Regions from separate parts of the Ovis aries genome. Here region 2 is linked to region 1. Evidence: chromatin contacts called from public Hi-C data. All regions are on one chromosome and are shown on one strand. Each heading gives the region's core, a stretch centred on a gene start, on an enhancer-like site or on the middle of the called end of the contact. The rest is flanking DNA. Distances are from core to core; before and after follow the strand shown.

The links. A called contact is a pair of places that touch in the nucleus more often than the background predicts.
Region 2: a Hi-C map of liver shows a contact between it and region 1, with 4 times the contacts expected there. The contact joins two enhancer-like sites. A contact is called at or near these places in 2 of 16 Hi-C or Micro-C datasets (liver and tail adipose tissue).

The regions. Positions count from the first base shown.
Region 1 is chr8:81,397,089-81,401,909 of ARS-UI_Ramb_v3.0, reverse strand. The region is part of intron 4 of ARID1B (AT-rich interaction domain 1B); the gene reads right to left. Among named protein-coding and RNA genes, the nearest start is that of TRNAC-ACA, 190 kb to the right of the region's middle. Within about 2 kb of position 2,314, at least 54 of the 54 cell types and tissues checked have an H3K27ac peak or open chromatin away from gene starts, as enhancers often do. A contact at or near this core is called in liver, where this site is marked.
Region 2 is chr8:81,562,434-81,567,254 of ARS-UI_Ramb_v3.0, reverse strand. All of the region lies in intron 11 of ARID1B (AT-rich interaction domain 1B), which reads right to left. Among named protein-coding and RNA genes, the nearest start is that of LDHAL6B, 130 kb to the left of the region's middle. Within about 2 kb of position 2,549, at least 16 of the 54 cell types and tissues checked have an H3K27ac peak or open chromatin away from gene starts, as enhancers often do. A contact at or near this core is called in liver, where this site is marked.

The DNA.
Region 1 (4,821 bases), core at 1,065-3,564:
GTTAACAATTAATGCAAATCCACTTATTCTGTAAAATGGGGAAATGGGTAAACGTCAAAAGTAAAAATAAACTGAAATAGCTAAGGCCTGTTAACATATGTACATGCAGGTGTGTGTACGTTCACATGTGTGTATATATATCTTAGATCTAAAATCTAAATGCAAGATTAGTCAAATCAGACATTTGCTTGAACTCTCACTTAAATCTATTATTTGCTTTAAGACTCCCTTTGAAAAACCTGGAGGAGTAATACTCACACTAGGATACTAGGGAGGCAAAGTATAATTTCATAGTTTGCTATAAACCAGGCAAATGCTCAGAGCAAACAGAAACAAACTTGGAGAGAATAGGCATAAATGATTATCCAAATAGGTATGTCTTTTGTGCTGATACTTAACTGTGTTAGGACTTTTGAAACCAAGACTTTATGATTAACAACAGAATGGTGATTCCTAAATAAAGTTTGATGTACCTATAATTTCAGATGTATTTTTACCAATGGGATTAGTGGGTAATCCACCCAGGGACGCCTTTCTGTTGGGGCTTCCCTGATGGCTCAGATGGTAGACTCAGGTTGGATCCCTGGGTGGGAAGATCCCCTAGAGAAGGGAATGGCAACCCACTCCAGTATTCTTCCCTGGAGTATCCCATTGACAGATATACAGTCCACGGGGTCGCAAAGAATCTGTCAGGACTGAGTGACCAACACTTTCACTTTCATGTAACCATGGAATATGCTGCTGGGAGGATGTGAAAGCAGCGAAATTGTTTTTTATTCAAATCATGTTATATCACTTTTAAATTCCATCAACTTATATGAAAGGGTTCATTTTGTTGTCTTTTGCAATTATGGATATCATTTTTGAGATATATAGAAATTAAGCCTGTTTATTAATTCAATATCCACAAAGTCAGATAGTTAAAAAGCTTGTCAACTCAAAATTAATTTACCAGAACCAATTTCACCACTATTACACAAGACTGTAGCTCAAAATCTAAAAAGAGCTGTTATCATGACCCACTGATGATCACCAATAAAGGCTTACCCTAACACTATACTGTGAGGAGGTGTTCAATAGCATACTTTAGTATATTACTCATTCCTTTAACAAAATACTTGAAAAATATTTGATCTTACTTAATTTAAAAAGGAACTGGCAAATGTCATATGCAGGCAACTATGATCAAAGTTAGAAACATCCCTGCTAGGATTCTAGCAGTTTTTACAAAATCTCGTTTCTATACACAATGCAAGGGAAAATATTATGCATACTCATCTGCCATACTTATGCCAACAGTATAAGGCATAAAAGCAAATGGAAGGTTAATATTCAGAACTATTCAAGGCCATTTCTCTTAAATTCTTCAAGACACATTTCTTTGATTTCACCTCTACATCAATAGTGATAAATTAACTCAAAACTACATTCCCATTATATCATCAAATTAAATTTCCAGAATTCCAAGATTAAGCTGACTTGCATATGACAGAAAGCAAACATACCAAATAGTAAACTATTTATTGTAAATAGCATCAATGAGTAAACAAGCTTTACAAATTACATATCCGTAGTGTAGAATAAAAAAGTTTAAAAACCAACTGGCCATAGTTGATTGTTATTGGTTGAATTAAAAGCATATTTTAATTAACCTACAGTCTTACCTATAATGACATTTAGGTTACTTGAAAATGTCCAAGATCTCGAAATTGCAACATTCTACTTAAAACTCCTAGAGAAGGTGATCAAGGAGAACACTCAATCTAAGTCTTCATGAAAGAGAAAGGCTTAACAGCAGAAAGAGTATTTCAAAAAGCCTCTAGCACTTAATTATGAGCAGGAAAACACATGCAGCAGCTAAAACTTCACAAGCTTAGACCCTCCACAGCTTTTAAAATTTAACTGAAGCACAGCTGATTTACAATGTTGTTAATTTTTGCTGAAAAGCAAAGTGACTCAGATACACACATATATACATTATTTTTTATATTCTTTTCCATCATGGTTTATCTCAGGACATTGAATATAGTTCCCTGTGCTCTACAGTACGATTCTATTGTTCACCCATTCTGTATTTAATAGTTTGCATCTACTAACCCCAAATCCCCAGTCCATCCCTCCTTCACCCTTCTCCCAGCTTTTAAAAAAATTCTGTGAGTTGGTTTTCCTGCCAAGGAAGGTGGATGAGCATGTACTTGGCTCCAAACAGGAGTTATGACACAAATGGAAACCAAGTGCCTGTCTAAGCAGCCCTAGCCTGGGTCAGCCTGACTCCTGGCTGCACTGAAGCAGCCAATGGTGGTGGCCACCCCGCCCCTCACCCGCCGGTCCAGCTGAGTTCTCATAGGCCTGGGTCTCAGGCTCCACCCGCCCTGTCCACAGGCACGGCCCCGCCCAAAGTTTGGCAGCTCTGCGCTCTGACCCCGCCCCTCGCCCGCCCCGCCCTGTTTTTGTCAAGTGGGTTCTGAGTGCCGGCCCCGCCCTGTGTTTAGAGGCCTGGGCAGTGGCTCTGACCTTCCTCAGCTCCTTCAGTGCTTTTCCACCATCAGGCACTCAGTTTTAATCATGCAAAACGAGTTGCAACTTATCCAGTCCAAGAAGTTGGGTGGTGATGTTCCTTCTGGAGCGGAGGAGGAAGAGGGGTGAAAAGAGAGACGCACTAAAGGAAACGGAAAAAATTAAAGCACACAGCTTTTGGCAAGCCAAACTGGTGGAGGAGGAGGAGAAGGTTAGGGGGCAAATGAAGCAATTCTGAGTGTAACTGGGGCCCGAAGTGGCACAGGAAAAACGCTCTCTGCCTTCACCAATCCAGCTGGTGTGTTTCGTTTAAATGTTAAGCTGTAGTCAGCAGAAACTTTACAGAACCACGTTCGACAAGGCACTTGCCACCTCCTGCCTAAACTGCCAATTTTCCGGCTCGCAGAAAGCTCCCGAGAAGGAACCCAGGGTCCTGCCAGTCCCGGGGAAAATGGCCACGGAGGCTGGGGCTCAGGCTAGTCAAGCGGGAAGACACCCCCCTCCCCACTCCGCCCCCGCCCCCACCCCAGCCCACAGCTCCCAGGCGGCGCGGAGAGGGGAGGGGAAGCGGGGAGGGCGGGGCGGAGGCTGCCTGCCGGGAAACCTGGAGCGGTGGGCGGGGCGCGGGGCCTGCTGGGAGCTCCCTCCCGGAGCTTTGTTGCACAACCTCGCCCCAGCTGCCCTGCCTGCTCTCCCAGGCTCCTCCGCGGAGGCTCTGCCACCGCACCTCTGAGCACACACTCAGGATTCCTGGGGCTCCGCGCGGGAACGAAGGGGATTTCTGAACTTGCTTAAATCTTTCCTGTCCCCCGCCCCCACACCTTTCATGTTTCCTTGTACCTTCTTCCTAAACATCGTCTGTTTTGTCCTGAGTGCCAAATCGAACCACTGGGTGTATTAATTGCTCAACATATGTTGGTTATGAAAACGAAAAAAACAAACGCAGAGTTGTTTTTAATGTATAGAAAAACGAAAATAGTCCTATCAGGGCTAGTGGCTGGAAAGAGGTTCTCTCTCCTTCAAATATTCCATACTCTCCAAAGCCAGACTTTGGCAATGAATAAAAATAGATAAACTATTAGAGTGATGAATGATTAACGCGGAAGCTGACAGGCAAGGGAAAGAGAAGCAGGAGGCACCCTGGAGCCAGAGCCCGGGAGGGGCACGGAGAAGGACCAGCGCTAGCGAGAAGGACTAGGGAGGGCCGCACAGGAAGCGACTCCAGCTGACTTGCTAGCATCGCTGCATCTGAAAAATCACCCGTAACACGTCTTTTAGAGCAAATGTTAAGTTTTAGTTTTCCAAATGTATATTTAACTACCAAAGTCTACAAATAAGCAGCATTCTGTCACCCATTAAGGTTATACATAATTTATAACTTAGAGTGCCATATTATTTCTTTTTGGAAGAAAACAAAGGAATCAAGTAGATTACTAAAACAAAATATATACAGCAGAAACTCACATATCATTAATCGGAAAAAATTAATGAACTATAAACAAGAGGTATGTGGAGGGAGGTAACACTGGCTTGAGGAAACAAGAAAAATTAGACAAGATTAGTTTTGAGGAAACTTTAAATAGAGTTTTAAATCATTAATGTGTAAGATTATGAAAAAAAGATGATGCTCATTAAATTTATTTTGGATTCCATATCTATTTTTCAGGTTTCAACTTACAATTACATGATTATAACAACATTTTACCAACACAAAAGATTTGCCCACAAACTTTTTATTTTTTAACTTCAAGTTATATCCCTTATGAAGTGTCGAACTTTAAAAAGGGTGTAAAAGAGTGACATATAAATAGCATAAATGCTGCTATCTACAAAGATGAAATACAAGAATTCAGAAAAGTATTGAAATCCATTTTAAGTAAATTCTTCATCAAAGAAGAAATGTTCAAAACAATTATACTCATTCTATTTATTTCTGAATGTCAATGATTTTCCTAAAACATACTTTGCACGAAATGGTTTTCAATTTTACTTTAAAGTTTTTTGAAACCAACCATAAGTCACTGCCATTTCCTTAGTTACACATGCACTATTCCCTCCTTTCTGAAATTAGTCTCTCCCTCCTTCTGTCCCGCTCACAGCTACTTTTTGGTCTACGGTTTCTTTTCAGTTATCCAAATTATGTCCGTTGGTTGGTAGGTAGGTATTTATGTATATATGTATTTCTGTTTCCATGCACACACATTAGAAGACAAAGGAAGGGGAAAAAAAGTGCTTAAAGGTACCTAATGAGATTTTCAGATAGTTTTAATGAGATAATGACTACTGTGTGACAGTAGTCAAGAT
Region 2 (4,821 bases), core at 1,300-3,799, 170 kb before region 1:
AAAATACTGGGTAAATGCTTTTCTGGGTATTTATCCCAAGAAAATCATCTAATATAAAGAAGGTTTTAGGCTGAAGACTTCAGTGTTGTTTATAATGGAGATAATTGGAATGTCTAAGAATAAGGAAAAATGGGACAAAAAGTTTATTTTATCAATTTGATGGACTATTGTGCTGTTTTAGAAAAACATTATAAAAATTATCAAGGTCTTAGGCAATGAGAAATATTTAAGTTGTAAAGAAATGGTACAAATTAATAATGAGCTTTGTATCACTTTTCCACATCTGGATGTGTCTATGCTGTCATTAACAGTAGTTTTTGCAGCTATGAAATAATTTGTTTTTATACAACACAAATCATATTGGTTCAGAATTCTATATTGTTATGGCAGAAAGTGAAGAGGAACTAAAAAGTCTCTTGATGAAAGTGAGAGGATAGTGAATAAGTTGGCTTAAAGCTCAACATTCAGAAAACTAACATCATGGCATCTGGTCCCATCACTTCATGGGAAATAGATGGGGAAACAGTGGAAACAGTGTCAGACTTTATTTTTGGGGGCTCCAAAATCATTGCAGATGGTGACTGCAGCCATGAAATTAAAAGACACTTACTCCTTGGAAGGAAAGTTATGACCAACCTAGATAGCATATTCAAAAGCAGAGACATTACTTTGCCAACAAAGGTCCATCTAGTCAAGGCTATGGTTTTTCCTGTGGTCATATATGGATGTGAGAGCTGGACTGTGAATAAAGCTGAGCGCCAAAGAATTGATGCTTTTGAACTGTGGTGTTGGAGAAGACTCTTGAGAGCCCCTTGGACTGCAAGGAGATCCAAGCAGCCCATCCCCAAGGAGATCAGTCCTGGGTGTTCATTGGAAGGACTGATGCTGAAGCTGAAACTCCAATACTGGAGGGACTGGGAGCAGGAGGAGAAGGGGACAACAGAGGATGAGATGGCTGGATGGCATCACTGACTTGATGGACATGAGTTTGGGCAAACTCCGGGAGTTGGTGATGGACAGGGAGGCCTGGCATGCTGTGATTCACAGGGTCGCACAGTCGGACACGACTGAGCGACTAAACTGAACTGAATGTCGTCATCAGAGTAATAAGACCTGGCTTTAACTGTAATTACACTATAATAACAGAGCCCAGAATTGAACAGATCTTTTTAAAACTTAAGTAGGATTCATGTAAGGAGAAAGCAGTGGCACCCCACTCCAGTACTCTTGCCTGGAAAATCCTATGGACGGAGGAGCCTGGTATGCTGCAGTCCATGGGGTCGCACAGAGTCAGACACGACTGAAGTGACTTAGCAGTAGCAGCAGGATTCATGTAAAAAATTAATCCTACCTTAAAACATAATATTTAAGGGCTCTTGCTTTATCATTGATCATAGTCCTTAGCATGTTAGGTGTTGGATAGATATTGGTTTCACTTATTAATTAAACAAATACTAATTGAATGAATATTGTGTGCTGTTTTCTGTTGGAATTTATCAAATTGACAGAAAAAGATAAAAATTCCTGCCCACATACATACATACATTAAATACTTTCAGAATTCTAACTGTAACAAATAGGATTGCTGGTTGCTTATAAACAATAATTTGCATATATTATTATCTACAGTTAACAAACTGTACAATTACCACACTTTACTTTAGAAGAAACTGAGTTACACAAACCCTGGCGATTACAGAGTGCGCTATGAGTGAGTAAGAAATGGGGTCTGTCACTTTTTCTCAGAGAGCCTCAGCTGACCCAACATGGCGCGGTTGGTGTGGTCTGGGCCTGGTTGGGAATCAATACTGAGGACTGGCCAACAGAGGGTGCTTTCCATAACACCTCCCCTAGGTGCACAGGACTAGAGTGAATCAGGGAAGAGTAGCTTTAACTATAGATACCTTCTTAGATGTAGATTCCTTAAAATAAAAACTTACCAACTCATGCTTCTAAACCAAACCAGAGTTTTAGCAAACTCACTTTATTATATTTGTATACCAAGTATGCATTTCCAGAGTTTTACCAAAAAACACATATTTAAAAAGTAGATATAATGAAAGAAACAAGTCAGAGTCTTTTACAAATATATACGCATAACCCTACAGACATGACTGCCCCATAGAACTGGCAGGGGAAATAACTGATTTCTTAAACTCAAGAAGCAGACTGTGCAGAAGCCAGCACAGCTTCCTAGGAACACGGCTCACAAGACTGAGAGTTCAGAATGGCCCTTATTTACAAGTATTCACATTTACAGCTTAAAAAAAAAAAAAAAAAAAAAGGAAACATTCTCCCCTCTTGCCAGTGTGTTTTCCTTTCCTTTCAGGGAAAAAAAAAAAAAAGAATGCAACCTCTGGAAGCTGCTAACAGAGGAGGCTGGCTCTCTAGGATATCCCTACCTTTTGCCAGAAGCTACAAATGTATACTGGAAAGTAAACAATGGAAAGGTTATTGAAGGTTAAGTACATTCACACACTTCAGACTGAACGGCCAGACTCCTAGCTGGGAATTAATTTACACAGCATGGACCCAGTGCCCTAGTTCTGGCTGGGGTTGCAGGAAGGAGGGTGGGGAGATGAGGCATAGCTGATAGTCCCAGGTCTACGGCAACCAGAGGTCACCCAGAGGGCACCTCTGTTTATAACCCGAGCCCTTTCTCATTTATCTTCCACTGAGGATTCCCTAGTTGGATCCATGACAGGCTCTGTGACATCACCTGTCAGCTAATAATAGAAATTCAGTCAGCCACCTGCCAGCAAAGATGGATGGGTTTTTGGTTACAGACTTACTAATTGAAAGTGGAGCTTCCTCCCACCAACCCCCACCCATTCCTCCCAGCCGGGTCCCCTCCCACCCTGCCCCTACCCCACTCTAGCTTACAGGCAGCTAAGGCCCTGGATCCCCGTGGCTGTTCATTAGATCTTCACTAACTTATACAGTCGGTTATGACAAGAGCCCCGCCAGGACTTCAGAGAAGCAACCGCACCCCTAGGCCCTGCTCAGGTTTCATTTAGGAGCCTTCCTTTGGTCGAACTGCTCTAGAACCCAAAGGCACAACCTGGATCTCTGGAGTGAGAAGTCACACAGCCACTCTACAGTGAAGATCAGGGTGAAGGCTCCAGGGCTAAGGGGCAACACCTTTCAGAGGCTGACAGGACTGAATTTCAAATCTTATCAGCCGTGTCACATCCGAACTGGAACACAGAGGAATGACCTTAAATCATTAGCTTTTAGGATTTAAGCTGGTTCAGAATGAACATTCGAAAAAAGAATCTAGAATGTTTCTGAGGAATCTTTCAGTTGTTTGCTTGGATGTATTGGTAAGGAATAAGCTACAGTTAGGTTCTTATGGGGAAAAACCTGACTTAACACAAATTTTGGCTGAAAATTAGTTTAAAAATTTTGTAGTATATGAGGCCCTGACATGGCAAAGGTTTGGGAATAATTTGTTTCCCTTCTCTGATGATAAAAATGTTTCAGAAACATTTTCCTTAATCATGGGTCTGGAATGCTGGAGGCAATGCCTGGCTTTTGGTTGAGAGGCTGGCGTTGCTCACTGCCCCACGGCCTGGTCCATGTTTCTGTTCTATTGCTGAGCAGTGTGCAGAACACGTGAGCCACGCAGCCTGGCCCCGTGCACCCTGCACTATGCCCTCCAGGCTGTGCACTGGCTGAACGGCTAGATACAGGAAGCTTTCCTCCCGTTTCCTGTTTCGCAGACTCGGGCTCCATTTGGATTACTGAGAAGAATGTATTATCAGAGGTGCGCCTGCAATCCAAGCTCTTTTGTTCAGTTAAAGCGATAATGTTGCCATAAAAATGATAGTTTAAAATAAAGAGGGGGGAGAGGAAAGAGCTGACTGTTCACAGCACAGGCCCTGTACTTTCTGAAGTGTCTATACCTCAGCAGGATTTCTTGTACTGAAGCTGATGCACACTGGGAGAGCTATTCTCCATACAGAAGTACAGACCATTCAGTGACATGAGTTCTTTCCTGGCAAATAAAATATACCTTTAGATCTTTGCAGACATCGCCACTTTGGTCCCTACACCCTACTGGGTTTTTATTTTGGAAAAATAGTTTCAGAGCTGTTCAGAGGCAGCTTGTTTTACTCTGTGAACTGAATGTAATGTTGTGAGATTTTCGAAATTAGATTTCACAGTTTTTAAAGTCCACCATAACTGGCAAAGGCTGTGGATCTTTAAGGACGGGGTGAGAGAGAGGAACTTCTCTACTTGTATTTAGAACCAACAGATCTATATTGAGGTGTGCTTATTACACATGTACCCTGGGCCTAAAAAGTATTTATTTGAGATCTCTTGATTAGTGGCCTTAGATATTAGCACTGCCCTCCAGATATCAGCTAGAGCAAGTAATTAAAAGAGAAACAACTCCTTTCTTTGGCTCACAGGTACCACTTTCTGTGTGTGAACAGTTTACCTATTACAGCGCTGCTTTAAGCACAAAGTGTGGTAGGTACACCTGGATCTCTAATTCTAGAGCCAGATGTCTGGGATCAAAGCCTGGTTCTCCCCCTCATTAGCAACAACGGGCCAGTCTGCTGAGACTGTATGTGCCTTGGTTTTCTCAGGGGTTTTAGAACAGCATCTGTATCACAGGGCTCGTATGAAGATTAAACAGGAAAGCCCTGGCACACTCTAAGTGCTCAAGAAACACTGGCTGTGATCATTCAACTGCGTAACAGTGTTGGGGGACATGGCAGGCACACTCAGCCACTTCATTTGCAGGACAGTGTAGGCAAGTGTGACCAACACAGGGCTTGGACACGGCCAGAAACAGACCACAGAATGATCAAA